Regions from separate parts of the Triticum aestivum genome. Here region 1 is linked to region 2. Evidence: chromatin contacts called from public Hi-C data. All regions are on one chromosome and are shown on one strand. The core of a region is the stretch at or near the end of the contact, and the rest is flanking DNA. Distances in the headings are between cores, read along the strand shown.

Region 1 (4,220 bases), core at 1,545-4,044, 150 kb after region 2:
GAGGGGAAATAAATGGAACGAAAGGGAAAACGGGGAGTGTTGTCATTTTCATATCCTTATTAAGCACATTTTCCAGCCATTTTTAATCCTCCTCTACTAATTTCACATCGATAGGTATATATGGGCCGATGCATATGTCTGTCCTAGCACTAATTTTCTGGTGCGTCTCTCTGTCCATTCAAACCAAAAGTTGCCCTTTCTTCCTCTAGGGACTTGTCTCCATCCTCGAAATGCTATTCAGTTTTTGCCACTTTAGCTGACAGTTATCCTTATCATTTGCTTTTTGGAGTAGCGCCAGCATGCAGCACCTAGCGGTTGCTGACAGCATTTACTCCGAGGTTTTGCCCAAAGACGCAAGGCCGGCCTAACGAATGTCCATGCGCTGCTTGCCACTTGAATGATTCCTGCCTGCAAATTGACCGTGCATGCATTTCCCAGCTACCGAATTGATTGTCTCCACAGTGTCGAACTGTTATTCTCGGGCATCCGAAAGTGGGTGCTCCTTGGATCCAAGATTTAGGATCCATCTGTGGATTCTACCTCCTTTTGGCAACATAATGCAGACTAGCGTGTGTTGCCCACGGAAACTGTGCTGGGCAGTGATGCATCTGCACAAATCTGAAGGGGCACTCGCAACATGCACAGCAGTAACAGCACCTGCCCATGCACATCGTCTATGCGTGCATCCGCGCGTGAATGTGACATGCGCATCCACCAGTCCTTGTGTTTGCTTAACCTATTCGCTATGACATTCACACACACATAAAATTTTTAAAAAAACATCACATATACAAATGACTCAAGTGTGTTTTTAGATTTCAACTTTTGTGAAAATCGTATTTCGTTTGTGAGCAGCAGAAAATAACAGATCGAAACACTCTTACATGCAAGGATAATGAACTTTTTTCCTTCACCAAGACCACAAATAAATTATTTTTCCACATACTTTTCCTGGTACATGCCGAACTCAATACAGTACATATATTTTCACGCTCCCAATGGCGGAAAATCCACTTCCCTGCCTTATCACTTATTTTGTTTTCTGTGACTTATTTAACCTCACTTGCATACAAAACTAGAATTCTTATATTTCAATATGGAGTACATGCGGATGTATATAGGCATATGTTAGCGTATAGATTTTTACTCATTTTGCTTCGTATGTAGTTTTTATTGGAATCTCTAAAAGGGCTTATATTTAGGGACAGGGGGAGTAGTAGGTAATGGAAAGAGACACATAAATGACACCACCATTTTTGTTCGCATAATTTAGAGACGAATGATGAATACTAGGAACTAGCAAGGAATGAATAACAAAAAAAACATACACTACATTGGTGTAAAGAATCAAAAACTATATTTTGGAATCTCAGCCAATTTTAAAAAAAGATCTAAATGTATATATTTAGAATTCCGGATGTATGATATGTACATACAAAATATATTGATACGAATTTTCAATATGTGATCCAGAAATAGAGTTACCATTCATGTTGGTGCACAGAATTTTCTTCTATATGTAGCTTCAAAATTAATATATTTCTAATGAAATTTTGAAAATGAAGGATAAACCTATATATATTGTTGGAAAACCATTTGGATTTTTGTGAAAAAAAAACAAATATGATTTCCACACTCATGGAAAACTATATGTATTTTATTAAATATAATACGGGGCTATGGGGAGCCCGGGAGGAAAATTAGGACACTAGGAATTAACGGACATCGATGTTCATAGATGAAATGTCACATTTCTATTTGCCCAAAACAAACATCAATGATGTGACATGACTGCTAAATTAGGTACCGTATGGAACATAAAAAAAATCTCCAGCTTCAAAATTATCATCCAACATATTGTATGTGTTATTTAAAAAAATTGTATGTATGGTTGATTATGGTACCACATTTTTTTAATGGGTTTGGCTATATACTTTCAACAGAAGATATTTAAATTGTGCTCTCACTAAGAGAAAAATAAAAGATATATCCAACAATGTAATTTTTTTTATCTTCATTTAGGTGCATTTACTTTAGTTATCTAAAATAAATTTATTTTACAAAAAGTTCAGTATCAAGAGAGTATATTCATCTCATGACCGCATCAATTTAACAAGACAAAAGTACACAAGCAAACATAGTTTAACCATAAGTGAAAATGTATGAATCATAGGTGGGCCACAGTTAGAAACAAGATTGTCATACATGCTAGGTAAACACCTGTGGCTACTGAATCATAGGTAAGTCCCTAGAGAACAAAACAAAACCGATGAAAACCATGGGAAAAAAGCAAAACCTAAGAAAAATGAATACAAAAAGACAGAAAATGAAAAATCTTGTGAAAAAGAAAAATAAACAAAGAAAAAAGAAATAAAGGGAAAACGGAGAAAAGCCGCTGAAAAAAACGAGGAAAAACAACAACAAGAAAACCCCCGAAAAACTAGTGGAAGACCGGTTCTGTTTCTGGATCTAGGACGCGACCTACTAGCATGATCCTTCAGGCGAGTCTTCCTTGGGGCTCGCTTTAGGCGAGATATAGCCTTTGCGTTATTCTTCGTCATGAATGAGTCTTGGCCTGCTCTATCTGCGTGGGCTGAGTTTACTCTGAGAAGATGCCGGTTCCTCTGATTTTCATCTCCTTGAAACGAATCCCCTCCCAAAAAAAATCTCCCTGAAACGAATCAGCAGTTATGCACCATCCCTCAAAAAAAAAACAATGCAGCAGCACTCGCAAGCATAGCTTCAGTCGATCAGATCATGTCCGAAACACAAGTGCAAAAAAGGGATGCGACGAGAGATAACTTGCATGCCACACGTGAGCATCACGCAGGGACCAGGACAGTGGTCGATCCGTACGTACGTGTTGCCCGTATAGTAATACCAAATACAAATACTATAGCGCTGCAGTGGACTGTCCTAGATCTTGTTATCTTTCGCCATGGCCAGTGATATCATACACACGAACACGACTAGAAGACACACCTGCCGTGTTGCATCCACTTAAGATGGGCTTTCTTAACCACCAACGACGCGGACGCCGCAGATCTCGCCAGAGCCGAAGGGGACACCGGCTCAGATAACAAATGTGCAGATCCCGTCGACGCTGCTGCACCGGCCAGCGCACCCTCCGCCCCCACGGCGCACGCTCCCCCCACTGCGCCCACCGTCACCGACCGGTGGCCCCCGCGCTGCACGGGCGCGCTTTACTTAGCCCCGACGCGCCGGGGATCGGGCTAAGCAAAGCGCTCGCGCCGCGGAGCCCACGTGCGTGCGTGCGTGCGTGCCGACATGCCGTGTCAGCCGCCCCACGGCCGGCCGGCCCGCCGGAACGTGCTCCGCGCCGGGGCGGCCGCTCCGATTGGCCGGCGCGCTCGCCACGTGTCGCCCCGGGCTCGTGTATAAATAAGCGCCCGCTCGATCGTCCACTCCCCAACTCTCTCCATCGGTGGCGACCGTCGAATCCCTGAAAAACCACCTGCAAAATCATCACCTCGGTTCCATCGATCAAGAAGCCGTGGTAGGCGAGGCCAGTGACCTATGGGGAACGCGTACGGCAACGGCGGCTCGTCGACGGGCCACCTGCGGGCGCCGGAGCTGCCGCTGCACCTGTGCTTCTTCCTGCTCGTGCTGTTCGTCTTCCTCGGCTTCTCCTGGTACATGAGCTACGAGTCGGTGGCGGAGACCTTCGCCGACCAGGGCAAGCTCCTGCTCATGGTGTCGCCGCTCGCGCTGCTCCTCGCGGTGCGGCTGCTGTCGGGCGGCGACGGCGACGGGCGGCGCGTCGACCAGCTGATGTCCATGTCGATGCCGGAGAGGGACTCCATCCACCGCGCCGGGGGGTCGCCGTGGGGCGTCGGGCTCCTGCTCGTGCTGCTCATCGTCATGGTCTCCTACCAATCCAACTTCCGGGAGAAGTGGTTCGCGCTCTAGTCATCGGGTGACGATTGATGGATATCGATCTCCATCGGAACCGGGATCGGGATCGGGATGTCGCGGAGCATGCTTTTTCCATTAGCAAATGTCAAGAATCATGTGTACTACGCAGGTAACCCGAGACATATATGTCGTCGCGCGAGAACCTTGTAAAGATTTGCTGATTATTGGAATGGAAACAGAACAAATGTCTTGTTTCTTCTTTTCATCCTGTCGTTCAAATTACTCGTCGTGATTTAATTTAAATTGAGTGAATCTACACTCCAAAATACATCTATATATATTCG
Region 2 (4,316 bases), core at 418-2,917:
CAGATCAGAGCTCTCATGGTAGGATCGCAAATCGTAGAATCTTCACTATCAGAATCATAGAAACATATATTCTATGAACCAAAATCGTAGAATCAAAGGAGTTAGTTTGGATTGTAAAGTCGTAGAATCGTACAACAGAATCGTGATTCTGACAACCTTGACAACAACTACGGCCAAGGGTTTGATTTTCAGGGTGAGAATGTTGAGCCTAAGCACCCACCTCCTGCAACCTTTGAACAGTTTGTCCAATTTTCATCGTGAGATGCATGATTTGAACACTCATACGAAGTTGCAAGATGACTTGGTTGAGCACATGTGGGATCAAATTGGCAATCAGTAGATCTACCGGTTTAATCTCTTTTCGTGTGCGCAAACTTTGAGCGGTTTTGTAGATCTACCGGCGGACGAGGTGGGGCAGAAGATGCGGCCGCACGCCCGGCGCAAACACAATTCCAGACATACACGGCCCCATTGTCACCCTCAAACGGACGAAATCCGAACAAAATAGACGTCCATTTGGGGTCCTGCATTGGAGTTGGCCTATCAGAGTAAGTCTACCGGCTATACACGTATCACAAATCACCTTGAATCAACGGCCATAAATTTGACTGATCGAAAATTTAAATTCAGTCGCCTGACAAGTAGCTAACGCGAAAGGGGAGCTACGGCCGCCGCCGAAGGAGGCACCAGGCGCTGCGGAAAATGCGAGCTACGGGACACACGGAGGGACATACATCTAGACCGAAGTGGAATTTGCTGTGTGATCCAAACAGCTTAAATCACTGTTGGTGCAGCACACGCTGCCAACCAGGCCCTTGCCTCAAGCCCCAACCAGTGTGGATCGCGGAACATTTATGCCAATTCCAGTAGAACACCCTCGTTCAAGTACTTTTGGCACTTGAAGCCTTCAACCCACCACGCCGGTGCGTGTGGCACGACGGCGGCAGATAGGACGACCCACGTACGGGACCATGCGCATGTCGATCTAGAAACGAGAAGCAAAGTTATGAGGGCAGCAGTGCTCTTGTGAATCCTCACCCACCGGATTTACACCGGCTGCGTACGTGCGTACGTACGCGTGCTCGACCTGAATTTGTGTGGACACACGGCACACCTGAATCTAATGGTTGCGGCCATTAAGGTGTCGCCACCACTGTTGCTGCTGTGCCTGCGTGCCGCCGATTCAATTTGCACAGTAGGAAACATGAGACTGCCGAGAGGACATGCATGATTGACGGGCTCCGGGGAGCAGATCCAGATGCCGTAACCTAAGCCTGACAAAATCAGAGAGCCAGGCTTGGTTAGCTCGCTGGTTGCATAACGGCCAAGCAAAGAGGAAAGGCCGTTTGCATGCCTACTAATCATTCACGAGACGCCGCGACATCGCGCGCGTGCAAGACGTACGTGTACCATCGCTAGCGGCAAACCTGCACCGTCCTGTCCGGCGTCTCTTTGCTCCAATCCAACCACGGCCACTGAGTACTGCTTTTGGCGGCCCGCGCAACTCGACAGTTCAGACCACTTGCCTCGCCGATGTGGGGAACTAGCTGCGCGCTTGACCTGCAGGTGGCCAAGCTCAGAGGAGGGAGCCCCAGCACCAGGCAGGCAGACAACGGCGTTATATTCCGACCTACGCCACGTACGTACGTACGTCATTGTCCACAGCCTGGTTGATGGCGTCTACCGGCTTATTACTGTCGCCAAACAGCTCGATCGACAGGGCGCGCTCTGTCTGTGGTGCGCGCGCGCACGCGCAACCGAACACGAGCTATCGGTCTCGCGCGGAGAGGGACGGACCGAAAGGAGGATCCGCCGGGCGGAGAGGCCAGCGCGCGGCCACGTCGGCGGGCGGCACCTGGTACCTGGCCGGCTTTGAGTTTGGGGTTTTGACACTCACCAGTTACCAGCGACGGGGGCCGTGGCGTCGGCGTCGGGCGGGATCGGGCGCATCCGGGGCGATGGCGAGCGGGTCCGGGGGTTGGCGTCCCGGACGGCGACGCGAGTTGGACGCGCGCACTCGCTGTGGCGCGCATGCACCCGCTTTTGGACGTCGGCATCCGATGCCCGGCCGGGGCCGATCGACAGCCGCGACGCATCCGGAGCGTGCCTTTAAGCGGTCCGCCTCCCTGGTTGCCACTTTTAGGAGCTGCGCCGGAGGCAGCGACCTGTCCCCTGCCACTGCCAGCGTCGTCTGCATGCCTGCTCATGCCGCTTAAATTGTCCCGCCGAGGTTTCACGCCGTTTAAATGACTCGTGTAGGATAATATAGGAACGTTTTTAACACTACATTAATTTTTAAAATGCTCTTATATTATGCAACAGAGGAAATAATAAACAACAGTTTTGTGGATAAAAATAAATAAATAGGAAAATGCTGACCGGACAAAATGGATTGGTCCACTGGCTACGAGTTCTTCTATTAGTCTTTTCAGTTCACACATTGGCCCGCTACCTTCGGGTATCTCGGCTGTCCATCCAAACAATGCTAAACATCAAGACAGCACAGTCCGGACGGTTTATGCCATCCAACGCCGTGCATGAAACATTTGTGGACCGGTTCACGCGTTTGAATTCCGCAAAACCGAAAACAAAGCTAGGGAGTTTTTTTTTTTGGGGGGGGGGGGGGGGTTCAGACAAGAGCCACGTCGGACTACGGCACACCCGGCCCACACAAACACCCCTTCCGGACCCTTCCCCTCTTGCCCACTACCGCATCCACCAAGACCGCTGCATCCTCTGCACCACTCCGGCCACCGCCCAGTTCTTGCCCAACCACAGTTGCTCCACCTAGGCGCCTTCTTCTTCGCCGTCGTTGCACCCCTGGATCCATCCGCAGCCTAGGTATCATCTGCCCCGTGCCGACGCCGTCCATAGTGGACACCACGTCCGGCAAGTGTTCGGTTAAATGATGTTAAGATTTATTTTTCACATTCTCCTTGTTTAAGATGAAGCTAGCACGATGGCGAGGTACTCGGTGACGGAGGATGCATTGTTGTACGACACGTGGTTGGCCACAAATATGGGGTTTGTAGGCATGAACCAGACGGGCACGATATTTTGGCAACATATGCATTCTTAGTTTCATGAACACAAGCACTACAGGCCATGCAATTTGGATATGCTCCATGATCGCAATGCAAAGTCACTACTCCAACAGTGGTACAACATTTCAAACATCGTCATGAAGCATTGCGATGTGATTGCACAAATGAAAAGAATGTTGCGAGCGGGCGTGTCAATCATGAAAATTGCGAGTTTTGCTTCTTGTTGCTCTATGTGTTGGTCAATTCTTTGATTCACTCAATGTTGCAACTTGGTGATCATGTCATTGTATGGCTCGCATACGTTGTCATGATGTACTAAAGGATGGAGGGCAAGCCCTTAACTTTGTCACATTGCTGGATGAAGCTTAATGGGGAACCCATGTGGGTGAAAAACATGTGTCAATGAAGTAGTTCAAGCTCGAGGAGAAAAACTTGAGATAAGGAAACTTTTGAGGAGTTTGGTTGAATATGAGATTGATGAATTTGAAAATCTTGTTAAACATCTAGCGCTTTTATTAGGATTTAAATGTATGATTGAATTGCTACAATTGATGATTCAAATTGATGATGCATGGCGGACATTTATTTTAGTTTTTTTAAAGGAGCGGACCTTTAGTGCACTGGGTTGGATGGACGGCTCCGCTATTGCTGTCTGGACAAGTCCAGACGTGTTCATGAATGTTTGAGGTGTTTGATTTGATGGATGGTTTGGGAGATGCCCTTAAGCTTTTCCGTGAGTTTGGTGTCACTTAGGCAACTCCAACACAGATAACCAACCGGACGACGCCAGATGTCCAAGAATATGTATGGACATTGATAACCCACAAGTATAGGGGATTGCAATAGTTTTCGTCGGTAGAGTATTCAACCCGAATTTATTGATTCGACACTAGAGGAGCCAAAGAATATTTGCAAGTATTACCAGTTGAGTTGTCAATTCAACTACACCTGAAGAACTAAATATCTGCAACAGAGTGATCAGTAGCACATTAGTATGGTAATTTGGTAGCAGTAGTAACAATAGCAATGGTAAGAGTAACAGTAGCGGTAGCAATTTTATAGTGATTGTGACAACGACAGTAGTAGTAACTTAGCAAAGATCAATATGTGAAAAGCTCGTAGGCATTGGATCGGTGATGGATAATTATATTGGATGACATTCATCATGTAACAGTTATAACCTAGGGCGACACAGAAGTAGCATCAATTCATCAATGTAATGTAGGCATGCATTTTGTATATAGTCATGCGTGCTTATGATAAGAACTTGCA

The links. A called contact is a pair of places that touch in the nucleus more often than the background predicts.
Region 1: a Hi-C map of leaf shows a contact between it and region 2, with 6 times the contacts expected there. The contact joins the promoter of LOC123103915 here to the enhancer-like site in region 2. A contact is called at or near these places in 2 of 5 Hi-C or Micro-C datasets (both in leaf).

The regions. Positions count from the first base shown.
Region 1 is chr5A:447,453,823-447,458,042 of IWGSC CS RefSeq v2.1, forward strand. It overlaps LOC123103915, which reads left to right and starts at 2,795. Exons shown (of 1, transcript XM_044525612.1): 1 at 2,795-4,139. The coding sequence starts at 3,538. The coding sequence ends at 3,930. LOC123107127 (zinc finger protein 8) reads left to right here. Exons shown (of 1, transcript XM_044529136.1): 1 at 1-364.
Region 2 is chr5A:447,303,559-447,307,874 of IWGSC CS RefSeq v2.1, forward strand. No RefSeq gene overlaps it. Among protein-coding and RNA genes, the nearest start is that of LOC123107127, 150 kb to the right of the region's middle. Within about 2 kb of position 1,668, at least 2 of the 8 cell types and tissues checked have an H3K27ac peak or open chromatin away from gene starts, as enhancers often do. A contact at or near this core is called in leaf, where this site is marked.